2 separate regions of the Sus scrofa genome follow, and region 2 is linked to region 1. A link is a contact called in public HiChIP or PLAC-seq data. All regions are on one chromosome and are shown on one strand. Each heading gives the region's core, a stretch centred on a gene start, on an enhancer-like site or on the middle of the called end of the contact. The rest is flanking DNA. Distances are from core to core; before and after follow the strand shown. Region 1 holds the start of CASS4 (Cas scaffolding protein family member 4). Region 2 holds the start of RTFDC1 (replication termination factor 2 domain containing 1).

The links. HiChIP or PLAC-seq counts read pairs in DNA pulled down with a chosen protein or histone mark.
Region 2: an H3K27ac HiChIP or PLAC-seq map of alveolar macrophages shows a contact between it and region 1. The contact joins the promoter of RTFDC1 here to the promoter of CASS4 in region 1. A contact is called at or near these places in 1 of 5 promoter capture datasets (liver), 14 of 47 Hi-C or Micro-C datasets (alveolar macrophages, blood, brain and 5 more) and 2 of 2 datasets of contacts at active chromatin or transcription factors (alveolar macrophages and skeletal muscle).

The regions. Positions count from the first base shown.
Region 1 is chr17:56,988,693-56,993,018 of Sscrofa11.1, reverse strand. It overlaps CASS4 (Cas scaffolding protein family member 4), which reads right to left and starts at 1,806. Exons shown (of 6, transcript NM_001110431.2): 1 at 1,626-1,806. The coding sequence starts at 1,661.
Region 2 is chr17:57,038,809-57,043,134 of Sscrofa11.1, reverse strand. RTFDC1 (replication termination factor 2 domain containing 1) reads right to left here and starts at 2,168. Exons shown (of 9, transcript NM_001110432.1): 1 at 2,000-2,168. The coding sequence starts at 2,068.

The sequences.
Region 1 (4,326 bases), core at 557-3,056:
GACCCCTCCTAGAGTGAGGAAAGATTTTATATTTTAAAAGACTATGAAAACAAAAAATATGCACCAGAGATTATAGCTGGGTCACAAAGCTTAAAATCCTGTCTAGCTCTTGATGAAAAGATGCTGACTGCTGACCTAAGGGTCAGCATGGACTGAGTGGTTTAGAGCTGGGGCCCTGGGCAGTCTGCCTGGGTGTAACCCCTGGCCTTCCACTCGCTAGCGAATGACCCACGAGATCTGCTTTCCTCATCTATAAAGTGGGGCTCCGAGTAGCACATCTGCTCAGGGAGACATCCAGAGAAATGAGAAAATGCAAATGGCCCACACAACACAGGGCCTGGCAGATGGACAGTCAGTAAGGGTTGGCGGGAATTATCTGCACACTATTGATGATTGACTTTCAGGGGTGCTGCCGCGAATGTCAGATACAGGTTACACGCATCTATATATACAGGTTAATTGAACATGGTCAAATGCTACCGAAATGAGGGAGCATAAACGGCACATACATAAAAAGAAATCCGAATCACAAAAAGAACTGTAACTGATCCCCTCTGCTGTGCACTTGAAACACATGTACATCCACTAGACTCCAACTCAAAACGAAAGTTAAATTAAAAACTGGATGGGCATAGAGAAGGTCAGCGTCATGAAGGAAAAGCAGAAGGAGCGGCTGTTCTAGACCAGGGGTGACAGAGACCCAGCACACGATATGTGCGGCCCTGGAGTGAATTCCGGGCTGGAACCGCAAACAAACCACAGACAAACACATCACGAAGTAAAAACTGCCCCCAAAGCGAAAGAGGATATTTTTGGATTTTTGGAAAATGCGAATGTAGCCTATGTCTAAATATACACAAATAGATACACACGAATGTGACAAAATGCCAGGGATCGGTCAATGTCGGTAAAAGACATGCGCAGGTTGATGGAATTCACTTTTTCCCCATTTTCCCAATGGTTTAAAAGTTTTCAAAGAAAATAGCTGGGTAGAGAATTCAAGGGTCGTTACACTATTTACACACCATCTACCTAAGAGAGACTGTCGTGCGTTGTTCAGCCATACATTCCACCAGTGGCTCCTGTTATGATTGTTGGAATAATAAATAACACATTTAATTCATATAAACAGACTCCCCATTTCATAACTGTTTTCAGTTCTTTTTCCAGTTCTACTTAAAAATTTAAAAAGATGTAGCAAAATAACCTTGACCTCCTTGTCCCTATGTCCAGGCAGTTTGTTTAGCAGCCCGCAAACATGTGAACACAGAAGTTGAGGTGCAAACAGCTTGAGGAGGCCCCCTGTGGCCTCAGGGCTGGGGCAGAGACCCGGGTCCAGCTCCCGTTTGAGTTTGTCAGCCGATGAACAGACACAGAGGAATGGCTTGGTTGTGCGATCAACCCCCTAAGCTGGTTTTTGCTAGAAAGTCATTTCCATCCACCTCTGAGTCAAAATGGGTAAGAGCTTTAAAGCCCATTTATCTTCTGCACTTAAACATGCAGGAACCTCTCCCCTCTCGAACTCACATGCAACCGGTATGCTCCTGACCTCGTCGGAATCTCAGCACGGCAACGGGCCACGGCCCTTAACCAACGCAGGTGGTTCCAACGGCCCTGCCACTCACCTTGGGCGCTCCGTCTGGGCCGCCTGCTCCTTTCATGCTGCTGGTGTGAGCCGCGCCTTGGAGCCCCACGGGTGATAAGCTCCGCTTAGAGGCGGTTGCGCAATGTCACTGCATGCCTCTGGCTGGTTCTCAGAAACGGAGTTCTATGGAGCTATCTGACAGCACAGGAAACTGTCAGAATGATTCTCCCAGCTGGCGAACTTTCTGGAAAGGACTAGAAGAGAAGGAAAGGGGTGAAGGAGGGGAGAGCTGGGATCCAAGCCACACTCACTCCTCATTGCCTGACGTCTATAAGCAGAGACGGTCACACATTTGCTACCAGAAACCGCAAAAGAAAAAAAAAAAAAACAAGTCTTCTGCTTTATAGGGTGAAGTTCCTTCTTTGAAGCTGAGTGTGTGAAGGCAGGGCATCCTCCTCTGGTGAATGTCGTGGAACAACCCCCACCAGGCAGACCCAGCTCATTTTCTTGGGTAGAGGCTGCCGGGCCATATTTCTGATGACGGGTCCGTGCTGCTTCTTTCCTGCTCCCTAGAACTTGCCCCGCGACAGCCAGAGAAAACAAGTCAGGGGTTGCCCAGGAGACGTTGTCCCGCATTTTTCCCCATCAGGATCAGGATCACACTCCGTCCCCCTCCGCCACCGCCCCTGCGCTGTCCCCCACTGCTGTCCCCCACGCAAACCCCGGGTCTTTGCTCCGCACCAGCGCTACGCTGAACATGGATCATCACATTATCCAACTCATCAAGCCACCCACCGCCTGTACTCGAAACCACAGCACTAGCTCCTGCAGATGAGCAGGACCTGCTCTTTCCACGTTCTCTGCACTCACACCAAACACCCAGCGACGACCTACAGGGTCCTCTAGGCACGTCTGCATTTTTATTTCATGTAACAAACTGGTACCCATCTTTCTGAGCCTGGCTCAACCTCCATCTGTAACAAGCTGTCTCTCCCATATCTCCCTTCCTGCAATGACGACATGTACTGTCTTGCCTGCTGGTTGTCCCTGGCTTGGTCCCCGCAAGTCTGGGCACCAGGAAGGATTTAGGGATGGAAATAGCAGACTGATTTTAAATTCCCATTATTGTTGGAAGTCAATGTCTGGGCTCATGTAATTGACATGCAGAGGCAAGATAATGGGAGCCACAAGGATGCCACAGAATGATCACAAACTGATTTGGCAACAAGGGCAAGGTGGACAGCCAGAGATGCGGAGAGAGACGGGAGGAGGGGTTACTTACGGAAGGCTTCGCGAGTTAGGAGAGGTGTGAGAAGCAGGGCAGCTCAACATAGGCTGAGACTAGGAGTATTGTATCCTGTTAAGTCTTTACAGATGAGACAAATCATTACAACAGTACTACTGCAATGCCTATAACCAGTGGTGATTATTTATGAGGCAAAGGCCACGGCAAAATGGCAGGTGATCTGTGAATCTGGACGTTTCTCTTGGGTGCACCTCTTTGCTCCTGCTTTCTCCTGGCTCTACCAGCTTCTCAGTGTCGGCGGCCACGGGCCACGTAGCACCTCAGATGAGGAAGACGCAAGCGCTGTCGAGGCAAGGCTCAAGTTCAGGTTTCCATAGTTGGCATCTACTAAACCAAAGTTCGATGTTTCCATACATGCTTTGAGATGTAATGATGTTAGGATCGTGTTTTTAAAAGTCCTTATTTCTAAGAGATGTATACTGAATATTTACAGGCAAAATCTGAGATTCACTTTAAAATAATTCAAGGTGGAAGAGGATAGAGGTACATAGGTAGAACAATTTTGGGCATGGGTCGAAAATTGGGGAGTCTGAGTGATGGGTCCATGGGGATTCATTGTACTGTACTGTGGGGATTGAATTTAAAAAAATAACAGCTTTAGGGAGTTCCCATCATGGCTCAGCGGTTGACGAACCCAACTAGTATCCATGATGTGGGTTTGATCCCTGGCCTTGCTCAGTGGGTTAAGGATCTGGCGTTGCCGTGAGCTGTGATGTAGGTCGCAGACGCAGCTCGGGTCTGGATCTGGCTGTGGCGTAGGCAGGCAGCAGCTGCAGCTCCAGATATAATTCACATACCACAAAATCTACCCTTTTCAAGAGCAGGATTCAGTATTTTTTTTTTTAGTACATTCAGAGTTGTGCAACCATCACCACTAATTCTAGAACGTTTTCATCACCCCAAGTTGAAACCCTGTGCCCATCAGCAGTCACTTCTTGTCCCCTCCCCCCCACCTCTGGCAACCATTGTTTCTCTTCTATTATTCACCTTTGTATACATTTGAGACAAAAGAAAAAGGATGGACAAACTTGCTCAAGGTCACACCGTGATGAACAGAGACAGAATCCGAGGCCAAGTCTCTTGGAAAAGACAACAGACAGATCCCACTGTGGTGCAAAGGATTAGTGGTGTCTCTGGAGCACTGGGATGCAGGTTCAATCCCCAGCCTGGCACAGTGGGTTAAGGATCTGGCGTTGCCGCAGCTGTAGTGTAGGTCAAAGCTGCAGCTCAGATCTGATCCCTGGCCTGGGAACTCCCTATGCCACGAGGTGGCCAAAAAAGAAAAAAGACAACAGACAGACTTCACGCCAACTTGTCTGGATGGTTCCTACCACCTTGGCAAACTCCAGGGGTCCATGGCAGTGCCGAAGGGCCGACCTCGAAGGCCCCATGAAGATTAGAATGCTGTCATTTGCATGTCCTTATTAAGGAAAAG
Region 2 (4,326 bases), core at 919-3,418, 50 kb before region 1:
TGCCGCAGAAGCAGCCCAAGAAATGGCAAAAAGACAAAAAACAAAAAAACAAACCCAGGTGGGCTGGCGCTAAAGACCATGCTTTTCATCACTACTCTCTATTTCTATTATTTTGTTGTAATTATTCTATAACTTTAAAATTTTACTTATTTGTTTCATTGAAGTGTGGTTAATTTACGAGGTTGTGTTAGTTGCAGGCATACAGTATAGTTATTCAGGGTTTTTGCTGCTTATAATTCATTACAGGTTACTAAAAGATACTGGGTCTAATTGCCTTGCTATACACTAAGTCCTTGCTGCCCACCTATCTTATGTATAGTACCTCGTATCTGTCAATTTGTCCCTAATTATCTCCTAATTTGTCCCTCCCCTCTATTATTTAAAATAAAAACAAACAAACCCCCACCACACTGTCGTAGCTATTGTCCTATTCATTCCCCACATCAAGAGCCACACTTTGGCTAAAGGATCCAGCATTGTCACTGCTGTGGCTCCAGTGGCTGCTGTGGTGTGGTGTGGGTTTGATCCCTGGCGTAGGAACTTCTGGATGACACAAGTGCGGCCAAAAAAAATTTAAAAAGAAAAGCAGCAGAAAAAGGCAGAGTGATTAGAAATGAGATGTATTTTGGCTACAGTGGACCGGGATGAGATGACATTTGTGTAAAGACTTGAAGCATTTAAAAACAAACAAACAAAAAAACCCAAAAAACAAAAACCCAAGTGATATGAGTATCTCAGTGAAGAACACAGGTTGAGGAAATTATACTCCGGGTTGAGGAACAAGGCCTATATAGCTGGAAGAGAAAGGGTGGGAAAGGGGCATTAGATAAGATATAAAGAGAGGCAGAGGGTCTGATCACACAAGGTCTGTGAGAATTTTACCGTGAATACAATGAGAAGCCACTTGAGTGATTTAAACACAATAGTGATACACGTAATTTATTTTTAAAAAAGACTTCTCTAGGGAGTTCCCAATTCGGCACAGCGGAAACTAATCTGGCCAGTATCCATGAGGATGTGGCTTCAGATCCCTGGCCTTGTTCAGTGGGTCGGGGATCCTTTGTTGCTATGGCTGTGGTATAGACTGGCAGCTGTAGCTCCGATTCAACCCCTAGCCTGGGAACTTCCATGGGCCGCACATGCGGCCCTAAAAAGCAAAAAAAAAAAAAAAAAAAAAAAAAAAAAAAAAAAAATCCTCTTTGGCTGCTGAATGGAGTCACAGTGTGTCAGTCACTTGGTCACTTGTATTAGGTGCTTTACACACCTACTATTATTAAAAAGCAATTACTAGTGCTAACTCTGAAATCCTGAATAACTGGATGGGAATCCTGTTATTACCTACCAATTGTGTGATCTTGGTCGTGTTACTGACTCAATTTCCCTATAAATTATAATTGGCTCAATCACTTTTCAGAATTAGGGATTATCCACTCATTCATTTATTCACTATATTTACTGTACCAGGAACCCTGCTACTTGTAAAGGGGAAAGAGATGCAGCCTCTGCAATCGTCTGAGATCAACATTCATTGACCGGAACGCTGTGTACACGGGGGTAAGACAGTTTTTAGAGGAGGCCCTGATCTCACAGGGAGCGGTTTGAGAAGACTTTACTGAGGAAACGAAGTTAGGGTGTACAAAACAGCAGCAGACAGCAGACAGACTTCAAATCCTGGCTCTCCTACTGACTAGCTCTGCAACCTTTTCCTCTTAGATCGCAATTTCCAGGTCTGAAAAGAGAGACTAATGACAGTATGTACCCCTAGGGCTCTTGTAAGAGTTACAAGAGCAATGCCACATTATGCGTACTGCCGGGTGAATGCCACACGCTCAGTAAAGGTCCGTTATTGATACTGCGGTTAATTTTGAGTTTTGAAAGGTATAATTGAGCTTCGTTGACGGTAGAACCCCTCTAGCTCCCCCTCCCACCTCCCTTCTCTCCCCGGGGAGCTCTGCATGCCTCAGAAGCCCCCGGACCCCACTGGGCCCCTGTCACTGACCTTCTCAACCTTCTTCGGCCCCTTCACCAGCTCGTGCCTCTTGGGGATTGTGCCTCCGTCGCAACCCATAGCAAGCCAAGAGTCAGAGTCCGCAGTAATTCCCCCTAGCAGCCACTTCCGGGGTCCCTAGCGAGCGCAATCGTCACTTCCGGCGCGCCGCGTGACGCAAACCGCTAGTCGCGACGGGGCGGGGGACGGGGCGGGGCTTTTGCCAAGCCCCGGTTGCCATGGAGAGCGTCTTTAGGCATTGGGCGTGGCCCAGCCGCTGGGGCTGTTGCAAAGCGCCGGCAGGGCTTTGTGAGTGTGTCTGGTGTCAAGAGTTCTCCCACTCCCGCGCCGCCGCTGCCGCCCTTCCCTTCCTTTTTCCGATGGGCGCTGGATTTCTGCTGCACCCGCCAAATCGCTCGCCCACGCTCCGGGGGCGAGGGGCCCGCAAATCGCTCGCCCACGCTCCGGGGGTGAGGGGCCCGCACTAGTCGAGGTGGCTCAGGGTCACCCGCCGCTCCTGGGCCCCGTTGCACCCTAGCCTCTCTGACTGTGGGCAGATATCCCCAGACTGGGAGTAAGAGCAAGGAAGGGCTGCATTTTATTACTGCAATTACTGATGAATATGAATGGATCGTTCCTTCAGTTACCGTTGGTGTGTTCAAAAGAGAATGCATCTTTTTATTGAGCCTTAGGTATGACCTAAGCAGGTAAATCCTTTAAAGTGGTGTTGGATGAGGCTGTGGAGGAGTAAGATTCTCTTACGGTCTGAAACTTCTGACACTGCCGTGTATATTGTATAGGTACACGCAGTTTGTGCGTGTATGTATTTCATTCACCGCATCCTGAAGCCCTGGCTAAAAGATGTTTTTATTTATTAAAAAAGGGGCGTATTATAAATTAAAAGTAAAAAGTAAATTTAAAAAAGAAACAGCAAGTCTAACAGACGCAGATTTATAAATCATACACTGATGGCACCACACCTTTCCTAGGGCTGTATTACATCTATAAAGAGAACATAAATCCCTTGCAAACTCCCTGTTAAAATTCATGATTGCCTGCTCCCCTGCCCTTGACTATCTCTCCATTTGTTCATTTAATTATTAGAAATAGGAGTTTCCGTCTTGGCTCAGTGGAAACGAATCCCATTAGGAACCATGAGGTTGCAGGTTCAATCCCTGCAGCTCAGTAGGTTAAGGATCCGGTGTTGCTGTGAGCTGTGGTGTAGGGGTGTAGGTCATAGACGAGGCTCTGATCTGGTGTTGCTGTGGCTGTGATTAGACCCCTAGCCTGGGATTAGACCCCTAACCTGGGAACTTCCATATGCCATGGGTGCGGCCCTAAAAAGACAAAAAGAAAAGGAAATATTAGCGGAAAGCCTATCCTCTGTCAGTAAAGCAGCCCTTTATGATTGGATGTTACCATGATGACCAAAGTGAAATGTAAAAAAGCTGAAACTATTCGCCACTTGGGAACAGAAAACACAGTATATGTGGATATGAAAACTTTAAGGGTTATAAGAGTGGGTTATCTGTTACTGCAATTAATGGGACTTAAAAGAAAACAAGCCCTCTAATCAGTTGGTCTCTGATTGGCTTATGATTTGTTTTTTAAGCCCATCACAAAACTGGAAACTCTGCAGGGACTTTGTTTTATTCCTCGATAAACCAAAAGTACAGTCTCATTCTAAATACAACTGGAGGAGTTCCCATCATGGGGCAGCAGAAGTGACTCTGACTAGTACCCATGAGGATGCAGTTTCAATCCCTGGCCTCACTCGGTGGGTTAATGTTCTGGCGTTGTCATGAGCTATGGCGTAGGTTGCAGATGTGGCTCAGATCCCATGTTGCTATGGCTGTGGTGTAAGCTGGTGGCTACAGCTGCAATTCGACCCCTAGCCTGGGAACCTCCGTATGAGGGTTCGGCCCCAAAAAGACCAAAGGAAAAAAATATACATTTGGAGGAGTTCCTGCGTAGGTCAGTGGGTTAAGGATCTGATTATCACTGCTGTGGCTCAGGTTGCTGCTGTGGTGTGGGTTTAATCTCTGGCCCAAGAATTTACACACGCCACGGCTGCTAGGTAAATAAATAAATGCAAATAAATGCAATTAGAATCTCATTTACTGGGAAGGAAACAGAAGGCTGGAAAGATCAAAGCAGTCATCTAAGGTCAGACAGCTAGTAATCGAGAAAGGAGTTTTAAGATTAGTTTTCTTTTACAGCAATGGGCAGAAAATCAGAGACTTGCAAAAACCCAAAGATCTCTAGACAACTCTCAAGCCAGTGATTTTTTGCTGGCCAGGAAATCTACCCCTCACCAAATTCATCTGGGGAGGGAAAAA